2 separate regions of the Ovis aries genome follow, and region 1 is linked to region 2. A link is a contact called in public Hi-C data. All regions are on one chromosome and are shown on one strand. The core of a region is the stretch at or near the end of the contact, and the rest is flanking DNA. Distances in the headings are between cores, read along the strand shown. Region 1 overlaps LOC121819403 (a long non-coding RNA gene). Region 2 overlaps EEPD1 (endonuclease/exonuclease/phosphatase family domain containing 1).

Region 1 (5,972 bases), core at 958-3,457, 440 kb after region 2:
CTTTACCATGTGAGCCACCAGGAAGCCCTTGAGATCTCTACTGGCCATTTTTCCTACTATGGAGAAAGCCCAACAAGGAATAATATGGATAATATCAATGGTAAATAAATGTAGAATGGGAAAGATGATTCCTGAATCTATTCTTGCCTTTTTGATAGACTATTATCACTTGCAACAAAATGGACTAAATGATGTATTTTTGGCATATTTTAAAATGTTGGATGACCCCACATAATATATTATTAACACCAGGACTAAAGCAAGTTAAATAATACTAAATTCATGGGCTTCCCTTGTGACTCAGCTGATAAAGAATGGACCTGAACTTCTTATTTACATTTAAATTTATTTTCAATTGATTTAAAAATATAATGGGCCAATGTATATCAAGAGTTCAGATCCTTTGACTTAGTAATCTTTCTTCTGGGACTATATTTCAAGTATAGGGCTAAGCAAACCAGGATGTTTACAGAAGCATTCTTTTTAATAATGAAAAACTATGAATCTACATATCTAAGACTTGAGAAATGATTAAATAAAATCATGGCTTGTTGATACAGTACTTTATTTTGAAACTTCAGCACTGATAAATATGACTACGTAGAAATAAAAAATAATCAAATGGAAATTTAAAAACTTATAAAAACACTCATGAAAAAAGGAATTTCTAAAATTGTGTGTGGATACTATAACTTAATAAAACTACATACATATGAATTAATTATGAATATGCACTCAGAGATAGTGGAAATCAGAGGAAATAAAAAATAATGATAGTTGCTAACTTAGGATGGTGAGGGTATACAAATTAGACTAGAATTTCTTATAAAGTTGAAAAATGTTTTAAATAAAAGAAAACTGAAGCTGATAAAAACCCTATAAAATAATTTTTTAAAAAAAGGTTTCTGTTGCTAATAAGACAAGATGAGAGCCATATGTGGCTTCTCAGGTGGTGCAGGGGTCAGGAATCCACCTTTCAGGAGACTCGAGAGATGTGGGTTTGATCCCTGTGTCAGGAGAGGCCCATATCCAAAATGGAGGCTTCTAGATAAATTCTGGAAAAAAAAAAAAAAAAGAAAAAACCCCTGGAGAACCAAGACATAAATGGTGGGGAGCAAAGACGACCATCTCTCACATGGAACCTGAGACAAAGTCCTAAGTGACGCTGAACTTTGCTTTCCTTCCTTAAGTCTATTTTCTCTCCTACATACAAAATAAAATGCTACAAGAATATAGTAATTATAGGAGACTGTAGTCATATGTGCAGTGAAAAAAAATACATTGATTAAAATCCTGAGTCTGGCAGAGGAGTTAGCAGGAAAAGGCCTGTGGCTTTGGCTGTGGTATAGCTAATCATTAAATGACAGAGGAAAGCGTATGAGATAAGAATTAGTACCATGTTGAAATTTCTGTGGTTTTTCTTTTTCTGGGCAGATAACAAGCATGCTTATAGTTAATCAGAGAGGTTGTTTTGGCTCCCTGGGATTCCTAGCAGATGTCTGAAGAGTGATGTCTTCCGATCACTTAGGAACTTTGTCCCTGTGACGATTCTGTAATCCTTTTGTTGACCTCATGGGACATCTCAATCTGGCCCAGATTTTTGCCCTGTAGTTCTCTTAGACACTCTACTGTTTGCTATTGCGTACATGAAAGAGGACATAGATGGTTACCCCAAATCCTACAGACATGAAACCCAGAAGTGGTGTTAAATAGAAACAAATAGGAAACACCATAAAATTCATGGGCTTTTGTATCAATAACTTTATCAATTATTAACTGAGTCACCTTGAACAAATTACTTAACTCATTTACATTTTCTGTAAAATGAATATTATAATTTAGTCAATAATATTCATTGTTATTAAAAGAAAAAGGGGTTGTGCTAGGCAATAGTGATAAAAAATTTAAGGCATAATATCTAGCCTCAGGGAGCTGACAGATTTATCAAGAGATAATTATCGCATGGTAAGTGCAACAAATATCACATGGAAGCACAGACAAACCATCTAAAGATGGGACAGGGAAAGTTTGAAAGTGAGGGCTCAGGGTTTATCTAGAAGGGATTCAAAGAGATCACTAAAGAGATCACTATATAAATGCATTGGGCATACCCCACTCGATTAATTTGCTGTCCTCATTCTGGAGAGACCTTAGTTACAAATTCTTGCAACAGAGCTGAGCATTTTGTACTGGGCAACATCAAAGTTGTGAAACATAAATTCTTTCAGGGAGATAAAATCCTGCATTCTTTAAGAATGAGCATTACAAAGACTATACTCAAGAAACTGTCTTATTACTCTCAAAAACCTGGAATTTAACAAACTGTCTTAGTCAAAGATAGTTTGCTCTTTCAAAGACTCAGCCTTGTTTACAAACCCCAGGGAGTCATGACACAAAGAAAGAAACTAAGAAGGAGAAAAAAAAAAGTGAACGCAGACAAGATTTTTCTCAAGAACTTTGACCTTTTCTATTGACCAATTATGAAACTATTTAAAAACTGTTATGCATGTTTTTGGAAACATTTTTTAAGACAAAAAGTATAAAACCTCTGCAATGTGAAATACTTTAATGAATGAATGAAGTGGGTTTCCAGCACACAGTCATTGAAGTACTTGACCTAGCTGTCATTTCCTTTCCTTATCCATGTCAGTTAAATCAGATATCCTGCTGATCCCAGATCTGGCCTCAGAATCTTAACGCAACTACTTGGGATACCACTACCAAAACAGAGAAATTGCTGTAGTTACTGGAAGTGAAATGGGAGGGATGGTAGAGAGGGTGATGAAAAAGGATGAGGTTGTCCTTAAGAACGGCACAGTGAGAAACAGGCCTTAATAAGGGGGAAGTGGACATGCATGCCGGGTAGTGAGAGGTCCATCTTACCTTCTGGGGCATAGCTGGGCCCCTCTGAACTTACAGTCTCATCTGGGCCTGAGGAAAGGCAGTGGGTTGGTTTTAATGAACATATAAGCTGCAGGAAATGTGAGAAAAAGTTGGGAAAAGCTGAGGAAAGGAAGAATCATGTCAAATTACTGTCTGCCTCTTGCCCTCAGCCCACTTTAATACAGCAGATCATAAACTCTTCCTCACTTTCCCCCCCTTTTTTTTTGGCTGAGAAATAAACTGGCTGGGTTGTAGAAGGGCCTACTTCTCTTACTCTGTTTTGTTTTACAGTTATTTGTGAGTTTGTCTTACTTTCTTCTAAGTTGTAAACTCCTTGCAGGCAAATACATCTTACCATTCCTGTGTCCTTTATAATGGTGAGTAACACAAATATTATGATCACTAATCTAGAGCCAGACATCTTGGAATGTGAAGTCAAGTGGGCCTTAGAAAGCATCACTACGAACAAAGCTAGTGGAAGTGATGGAATTCCAGTTGAGCTGTTTCAAATCCTGAAAGATGATGCTGTGAAAGTGCTGTACTCAATATGCCAGCAAATTTGGAAAACTCAGCAGTGGCCACAGGACTGGAAAAGGTCAGTTTTCATTCCAATCCCAAAGAAAGGCAATGCCAAAGAATGCTCAAACTACCGCACAATTGCACTCATCTCACACGCTAGTAAAATAATGCTCAAAATTCTCCAAGCCAGGCTTCAGCAACACGTGAACCATGAACTCCCTGATGTTCAAGCTGGTTTTAGAAAAGGCAGTGGAACCAGAGATCAAATTGCCAACATCTGCTGGATCGTGGAAAAAGCAAGAGAGTTCCAGAAAAACATCTATTTCTGCTTTATTGACTATGCCAAAGCCTTTGACTGTGTGGATCACAATCAACTGTGGACAATTCTGAAAGAGATGGGAATACCACACCACCTGACCTGCCCCTTGAGAAACCTATACGCAGGTCAGGAAGCAACAGTTAGAACTGGACATGGAACAACAGACTGGTTCCAAATAGGAAAAGGAGTACGTCAAAGCTGTATATTGTCACCCTGCTTATTTAACTTCTATGCAGAGTACATCATGAGAAACGCTGGACTGGAAGAAACACAAGCTGGAATCAAGATTGCTGGCAGAAATATCAATAACCTCAGATATGCAGATGACACCACCCTTATGGCAGAAAGGGAAGAGGAACTAAAAAGCCTCTTGATGAAAGGGAAAGAGGAGAGCGAAAAAGTTGGCTTAAAGCTCAACATTCAGAAAACGAAGATCATGGCATCTGGTCCCATCACTTCATGGGAAATAGATGGGGAAACAGTGGAAACAGTGTCAGACTTTATTTTTTTTCGGCTCCAAAATCACTGCAGATGGTGACTGCAGCCATGAAATTAAAAGACGCTTACTCCTTGGAAGAAAAGTTATGACCAACCTAGATAGTATATTCAAAAGCAGAGACATTACTTTGCCAACAAAGGTCCATCTAGTCAAGGCTATGGTTTTTCCTGTGGTCATGTATGGATGTGAGAGTTGGACTGTGAAGAAGGCTGAGTGCTGAAGAACTGATGCTTTTGAACTGTGGTGTTGGAGAAGACTCTTGAGAGTCCCCTGGACTGCAAGGAGATCCAACCAGTCCATTCCAAAGGAGATCAGCCCTGGGATTTCTTTGGAAGGAATGATGCTAAAGCTGAAGCTCCAGTACTTTGGCCACTTCATGCGAAGAGTTGACTCATTGGAAAAGACTCTGATGCTGGGAGGGACTGGGGGCAGGAGGAGAAGGGGACAACAGAGGATGAGATGGCTGGATGGCATCACTGACTTGAGGGACGTGAGTCTGAGTGAACTCCGGGAGTTGGTGATGGACAGGGAGGCCTGGTGTGCTGTGAAACATGGGGTCACAAAGAGTCGGACATGACTGAGTGACTGAACTTAACTGAACTGAACACAAATATTACTACAAAGGGTGAACAGTAAATATGTTTGCAATTGAGCTAAGAATTGGTATTCATCTGCATACAGTGGTCTCTAATCCTACAAAACAGATCCTCACCCTTTCAGGGGAGTGTCTTCCAAACAGCACTATGACTAGGGAGTTCATCTCAGTGGCCGTGTCTCCTTTAGTCAGGCCTGGTCTACAAAAAGAGCAATAGAGAGCTTTACAAGGATGTGGGGGCTTCCCTCACCCATGTATTTCTCAATGCCTTAGCGAAGTGAGCGTCTTCTGGGCCTTCTAATCGAACGCTGAAGGGGGCAGGTGGGTGTGCAGGTGACACATGATACAGTTTTAACATTCCTATCTTCCTAGGCCCTTGGATTCCTTTATTTACATGATGTAGGTGGCTCCGGTATCTCAGCTGCATTAAATGTAGGTTGAGTTTGAGTCCAAGTTTTAGCCAACCAATCAGTAAATTGTGAGAGCTCCCTTCAGCTTCATGAACGCATTAAACCTGGAATCTCTACAAAGAGCACTTATATCCAAAATCTGGCTTAATCTAGTGTTATATTGCAACCTCTGAGGTCTAACACCCTTAGGATATACTTTCTGTTTCTACTGATCTAGATTAGTTAAGTCTTGCAATTACTTTTGTGTGTAAGCTATTTCTTTCTGGGTCAATGTGTGTTCCTGTCCCCATGGAGCAGGCTGAGATGTAACCTGTAATAGATCTAGGGGCAATAGGGGGTGGTTATGGTGTATATTGTGGAGAATAAGAGGCCCTTTTAAGACCTCTTCCCAAGATAAAGTTATCACAGGGCTTTTAAGCAAATGAAGGCTAGTCTCCAGAGGGCAAATGTCTTTTTTGAATACAGGGAGCTTAGAGTGACTTGTAGTTTCAAGATGATCAGCTTTATCTCTAATAAAGGAGCTGCTCCATGCCAATTTTCAGAATCCTGTTGTTTCCCATTGAATGCTTTAACTTTTATGTAAACATTTAAAAATTAGCCACTTTATTTTAGTAATGATGATGATGATGATGATGATAATAACATTAAAAAAATGCAGGTTGCATCCACTTTTGGTTTTCCTTTCTCTTTCTTGGTACCCTTTTTCTTTTTGCCCAGTATATTTTGTTTTCCCCTGTAATCCTGGTC
Region 2 (5,322 bases), core at 2,670-5,169:
GGATGGAGGAGCCTGGCAGGCTATAGTCCATGGGGTCACAAAGAGTCAGACATGACTAAGCAACTGTGGAAAATTCTGAAAGAGATGGGAATACCAGACCACCTGACCTGCCTCCTGAGAAATCTGTGTGCAGGTCAGGAAGCAGCAGTTAGAACCAGACATGGAACAACAGACTGGTTCCAAATAGGAAAAGGAGTACGTCAAGGCTGTATATTGTCACCCTGCTTATTCAACTTCTATGCAGAGTACATCATGAGAAACGCTGGGCTGGAGGAAGCACAAGCTGGAATCAAGATTACGGGGAGAAATATCAATAACCTCAGATATGCAGATGACACCACCCTTATGGCAGAAAGCTAAGAACAACTAAGACTCTTGATGAAAGTGAAAGAGGAGAGTGAAAAAGTTGGCTTAAAACTCAACATTCAGAAAACTAAGATCATGGCATCTGGTCCCATCACTTCATGGCAAAAAGATGGGGAAGCAATGGAAACAGTGGCGGACTTTATTTTGGGGGGCTCCAAAATCACTGCAGATGGTGACTGCATCCATGAAATTAAAACATGCTTGCTCCTTGGAAGGAAAGTTATGACCAACCTAGACAGCATATTAAAAAGCAGAGAAATTACTTTGCCATCAAAGGTCCATATAGTCAAACTATGGTTTTTCCAGTAGTCATGTATGGATGTGAGAGTTGAACCATAAAGAAAGCTGAGCGCTGAAGAATTGATGCTTTTGAAGTGTGGTGTTGGAGAAGACTCTTGAGAGTCCCTTGGACTGCAAGGAGATCCAACCAGTCCATCCTAAAGGAGATCAGTCCTGAATATTCACTGGAAGGACTGATGCTGAAGCTGAAACTCCAAGATATTGGCCATGTGATTTGAAGAACTGACTCATCTGAAAAGACCTTGATGCTGGGAAATATTGAAGGCGGGAGGAGAAGGGGACAACGGAGGATGAGATGGCTGGATGGCATCCCTGACTCAATGGACATGAGTTTGAGTAAACTCTGGGAGTTGGTGATGGGCAGGGAGGCCTGGTGTGCTGCAGTCCATGGGGTCACAGAGTCGGACACGACTGAGCGACTGAACTGACCTGAACTAAGCAACTAACACCTTCACTTTCAGGCCTGGGTTCTGGTGTGAGTTCTGGGATGGGGGCCGCTCCTCCCTGCACCTCGCTTTCTACAGCTGGAGAGCAAGGGACGGAGGCAACAGCTTCTAGCTTTCCCCCAGCCCTGTCTGCTCAAGCACTCCAGCACCGCCTCCTGTCGCTACCAACCTCTGTCTAGCCAGCGATGCGTTTCTGCAGACTGCGTCTCGCCCAGTCTGATGACTGACACTCCCTCTGAGACCCACTTTCTTCATCCTTTTGATTTTCCTATGACACAGTCCAACAGGACACTGGTGCCCAGGACTGGAAATCTAGTCCTGAGGATCCAAGTCTTGGCTGCAAGTCCTGGTCTCACAGTGAGACTCCAGCAATGGTACTTAATTTTTTTTAACATTTCTCTGAAGTATAATCTGCAACTATTTGTGTTTAGTAAGGGCTTCTCTGGTGACTCAGACAGTAAAGAATCTGCCTGCAATGCAGGAGACGGGTTTGATCCCTGGGTCAGGAAGATCCCTTGGGGAAGAGAATGGCTATCCACTCCAGTATTCTTGCCTGGAAAATCACATGGACAGAGGAGCCTGGGGGGCTACAAAGAGTCGGACACAACTACAACTGATCAACTGACACTTTTCAAACTGTTGGTGCTTATCTTACTCTTATCTTACATCCAAAGACCCTACTGCCGCTTCTGTATTTTTATGACTGTTTCATGACCCAAGGTCTGCTCAGCAAGTGACTGGTTTGGGGGAGTGCTTTTCAGTGCTGAGGCCACCCACCACACCCTGGTCCGGCAGAGTCCTGCCTAAGGCACTTCAGCATCCTATAGTGATGCCAGGTAACATGCCAGCTCACCGCCAACTGCTGCTCTGCAGGGTGCTGATGGCATGTGGGTAAATCTCAGGCCACAGCACACTGCCTGAATATGACAGGGCTTGAGAAGTGTTTGCTGAAGGGCTAAGTATCCTTAAAATTAGGCTAAGCTGGGGCTTTCCTGCTGGCCAGTGGATAAGAATCCACCTGCCAATGTAAGGGACATGGGTTTGAATTCTGGTCTAGAGAGATTCCACAAGTCGTAGGGCAACTGAGCCCGTGTACTACAACTGCTGAGCCCACGCTCTAGAGCCCGTGAGCCACACTCCTGAAGCCCACGTGCCCTGGAACCCGTGCCCTACAAGAGGAAGCACTGCAGGGAGAAGCCCACGCGCCACAACTAGAGGGTGGCCCCTACTCAGCGCAGCAGAGCAAGTTCGCAGCAGCGACCCAGCGCTACCAGTCGATAGCCAGGTCTGCCCGGCACGCATCTGCTTTGTCCCTGATGTAGGTCAGTGAATGCCTTTTACTTAGTTTTCAGAACCCCTTCACTCTTAAAAGTGGCTCTGTGTGAAAGATAATTATACAGCCGCCTCAACAGTAACCTCATAAATGCCTGCAGAGGAGGGAAGGTCACTCCTGACTCTCGCTCAAACCAGACAATCGTGAACTGCCAGCTCAGACAGGTGACTCTCCCTGTTTCTGAACAGCACGTGTGCTTTACCTGTGAAAACCTTCTTTAAGCTTTTACTGATCCAGATGTTGTCCAGAGTCTTCGAGCCTTGAGGATTCTTGGTGCTGATGTTGGTAAAGGTGTGTGCGGGGATCAGGTGGTGGAATTTTTCTTTCCTCAAGATATCATAGTCACTGCTGTCTGGCCCCTGGCCAAAATCCCCTAAAACTATCACGTCTTTTTCTCCTAGAAGTGGAAGAGAGAAATTCAGAAATGTAAGAGGTGGTGGGAAGTTAACCCAGCACTGACCACCACTCATTTAAGTAGGATCGTGAGTGTCTGATCTGACTCTCCAGGATTAGGACTGTGGCATGGTTCTTATTCTCCCAATTCTTCCAAGTTCCTTGTGCAACACCCCCTCACCGCCCCCCGACCCCACACCCAAGCTCCCAGAGTAGGTTAGTGACACATTAGGTTGGTGTGATGTCAACATCACCTCTGTTCTGGATCATGGGTTCCGAATCTCGTAGCACAGAAAGGCCCTAAGGGTCTTGCCCAGATCGTTAACAAAAGCTCAACAAACATTTATTGAGCACAGAAGGAAGCCCGAGTGGAGACACAGGAAGAAGACAGTCATCTGTAAGCCGAGGAGAGGCCTCAGAAGGAACCGACCCTGCCAACACCTTGATCATGGACTTCCTAGCCTTCAGGACTGTAAGAAAATAAATGCCTGTTGTTTAAGCCATCCAGTCTGTGGTGTTTTGTTATGGAACCCCAGCACACTAATATAGGGCAAAATACTTTAAAGTATTTTCAACAGCTCTCTCAAACTCTAGTTTGATTTACAAGAGTAAGTGGGATAGTTATGAAGTATTTTCCCAAGTGAGGAGACATTCAGAAAAGGACAGTGAGACCCAACTTGGCTCCCTGGGATTCCCGTCCACTGCCTGACCATCACTTCCTGTCTCGAAGCTCCCCTCAGGAGAGCCACGTTATCACAGGGAGAAACATTGCAAGGAAAGCTTTAAAGAAAGCAGTTCATAACCAAGGGCCAAATGCATCTGAGACACTCAACAAATCTTCGTGGACTTGAATACACATCAATAACAAGGGCTGCTGCTGCTGCTAAGTCACTTCAGTTGTGTCCAACTCTGTGTGACCCCATAGACGGCAGCCCACCAGGCTCCCATGTCCCTGGGATTCTCCAGGCAAGAACACTGGAGTGGGTTGCCATTTCCTTCTCCAATGCATGAAAGTGAAAAGTGAAAGGGAAGTCGCTCAGTCGTGAGATTAAGAAATCCAAAGTGAAATGACACAAGCCACCAGCAGAGGGCACTCACGTTCTGCACATGACACCCTCTCCCAGGGGGCCTGAGGGGAGGGAAGGGGATGGAAGGAAGCCCTTCCTGCAGCCACTGTATGACCGACAGAGAGGCATCTGACCCTCATGCTAGAGCCTAACAACCCTGGCACCCAAAGCAGGGCGAGCCCAACTAAGCTGGTCTTGAGAAATCACGGCGAACTTTCAACAGGAAAGTCAACTTATGAATAATACTAATAACAACTCCTACGAGGCCAGTGTCAATGACCCTCCACTGAGTCGTCACCGTGTGCTGGGGACCTCTTGCAGGTAAGAAGCTGAGGCTCTAACCAAAGCCACCAAGCCCTCAAATCCAGGACAAAGAGCTAGGATGGAAAAGCCCCACACGCTTGGAACAGAGCCTGCTGCCTGGCAGACGTAAGAGAAACACGCACGGAAGAAATGGTAAACGAAGCGTGAGGAAAACTGCACAATTAAGGTGCAACGTAGCTTTTAAAAGGAATGAATAGAAAGATGTACCTTTATTAAATTTCAAGGAAAACTTAGGAAAGACTGAGACAAAAGATTTCAATATTATGAGAGGTTTTCATTAGGATACAAACATGAAATATTTGAGCCAAAAGAAGACAGTTCTGGGGTTTTTCCTGGTGGCTCAGTGGTAAAGAATCCACTGGCCAGTGCAAGAGACATGGGTTCAATCCCTGGTCTGGGACGATCCCACATGCCACGGGGCAACTAAGCCCGCGTACCACAACTGTTAAGGCTATGCTCTAGAGCCCCAAAGCCACAGCTGATGAAGACTGCACACCCTACAGCCTGTGCTCCACAACAAGAAAAGCCACTGCAACGAGAAGCCTTTGTGCTGCAACTAGAGAAAGCCCGTGTGCCACAGTGAAGACTCGGCACTGACAAAAAATATATATATATTTTTTTCTTTTAAGAAAAGATATATATATATATATATATATTTTTTTTTCTTTTAAGAAAAGAAAATTCTGAACCCAGGAGAGATGCTGGTGTCAGGCATCAATAAACCAAGCTCTGTGTAACTTCGGGAATGAAAATAATGGCTCATTTTGAATTGGACTGTCCAGGTTTCTTACAATTCATCTACTTCGGTTAAAGCAGTTTGGTGATGACATGGAGACACTCCCTGCCTCTGACAACCCACAGATGTGCAGGGCCCTAAATTCTCCTAGGAAGCTGTCCGCCAGGGTGGGCTCCACAGGTACCCACTGAGTTTCTAGGAGTTAGGGCTTCCCAGGTCTCCCTAGTGGTAAATAACATGCTTGCCAATGCAGGAGACCCAGAAGATGCAGGTTCGACCCCTGGGTCAGGAAGATTCCCCCTGGAGGAGGGCATGGCAATCCACTCCAGTATTCGTGCCTGGAGAATCCCACGGCCA

The links. A called contact is a pair of places that touch in the nucleus more often than the background predicts.
Region 1: a Hi-C map of tail adipose tissue shows a contact between it and region 2, with 4 times the contacts expected there. The contact joins two enhancer-like sites. A contact is called at or near these places in 7 of 16 Hi-C or Micro-C datasets (blood, hypothalamus, liver and 3 more).

The regions. Positions count from the first base shown.
Region 1 is chr4:62,992,019-62,997,990 of ARS-UI_Ramb_v3.0, forward strand. LOC121819403 (a long non-coding RNA gene) reads right to left here. Exons shown (of 5, transcript XR_009600493.1): 4 at 2,884-2,971. Among named protein-coding and RNA genes, the nearest start is that of HERPUD2, 12 kb to the right of the region's middle. Within about 2 kb of position 2,208, at least 8 of the 54 cell types and tissues checked have an H3K27ac peak or open chromatin away from gene starts, as enhancers often do. A contact at or near this core is called in liver and tail adipose tissue, where this site is marked.
Region 2 is chr4:62,552,257-62,557,578 of ARS-UI_Ramb_v3.0, forward strand. It overlaps EEPD1 (endonuclease/exonuclease/phosphatase family domain containing 1), which reads right to left. Exons shown (of 8, transcript XM_060415022.1): 7 at 2,648-2,842. Among named protein-coding and RNA genes, the nearest start is that of EEPD1, 120 kb to the right of the region's middle. Within about 2 kb of position 3,920, at least 10 of the 54 cell types and tissues checked have an H3K27ac peak or open chromatin away from gene starts, as enhancers often do. A contact at or near this core is called in liver and tail adipose tissue, where this site is marked.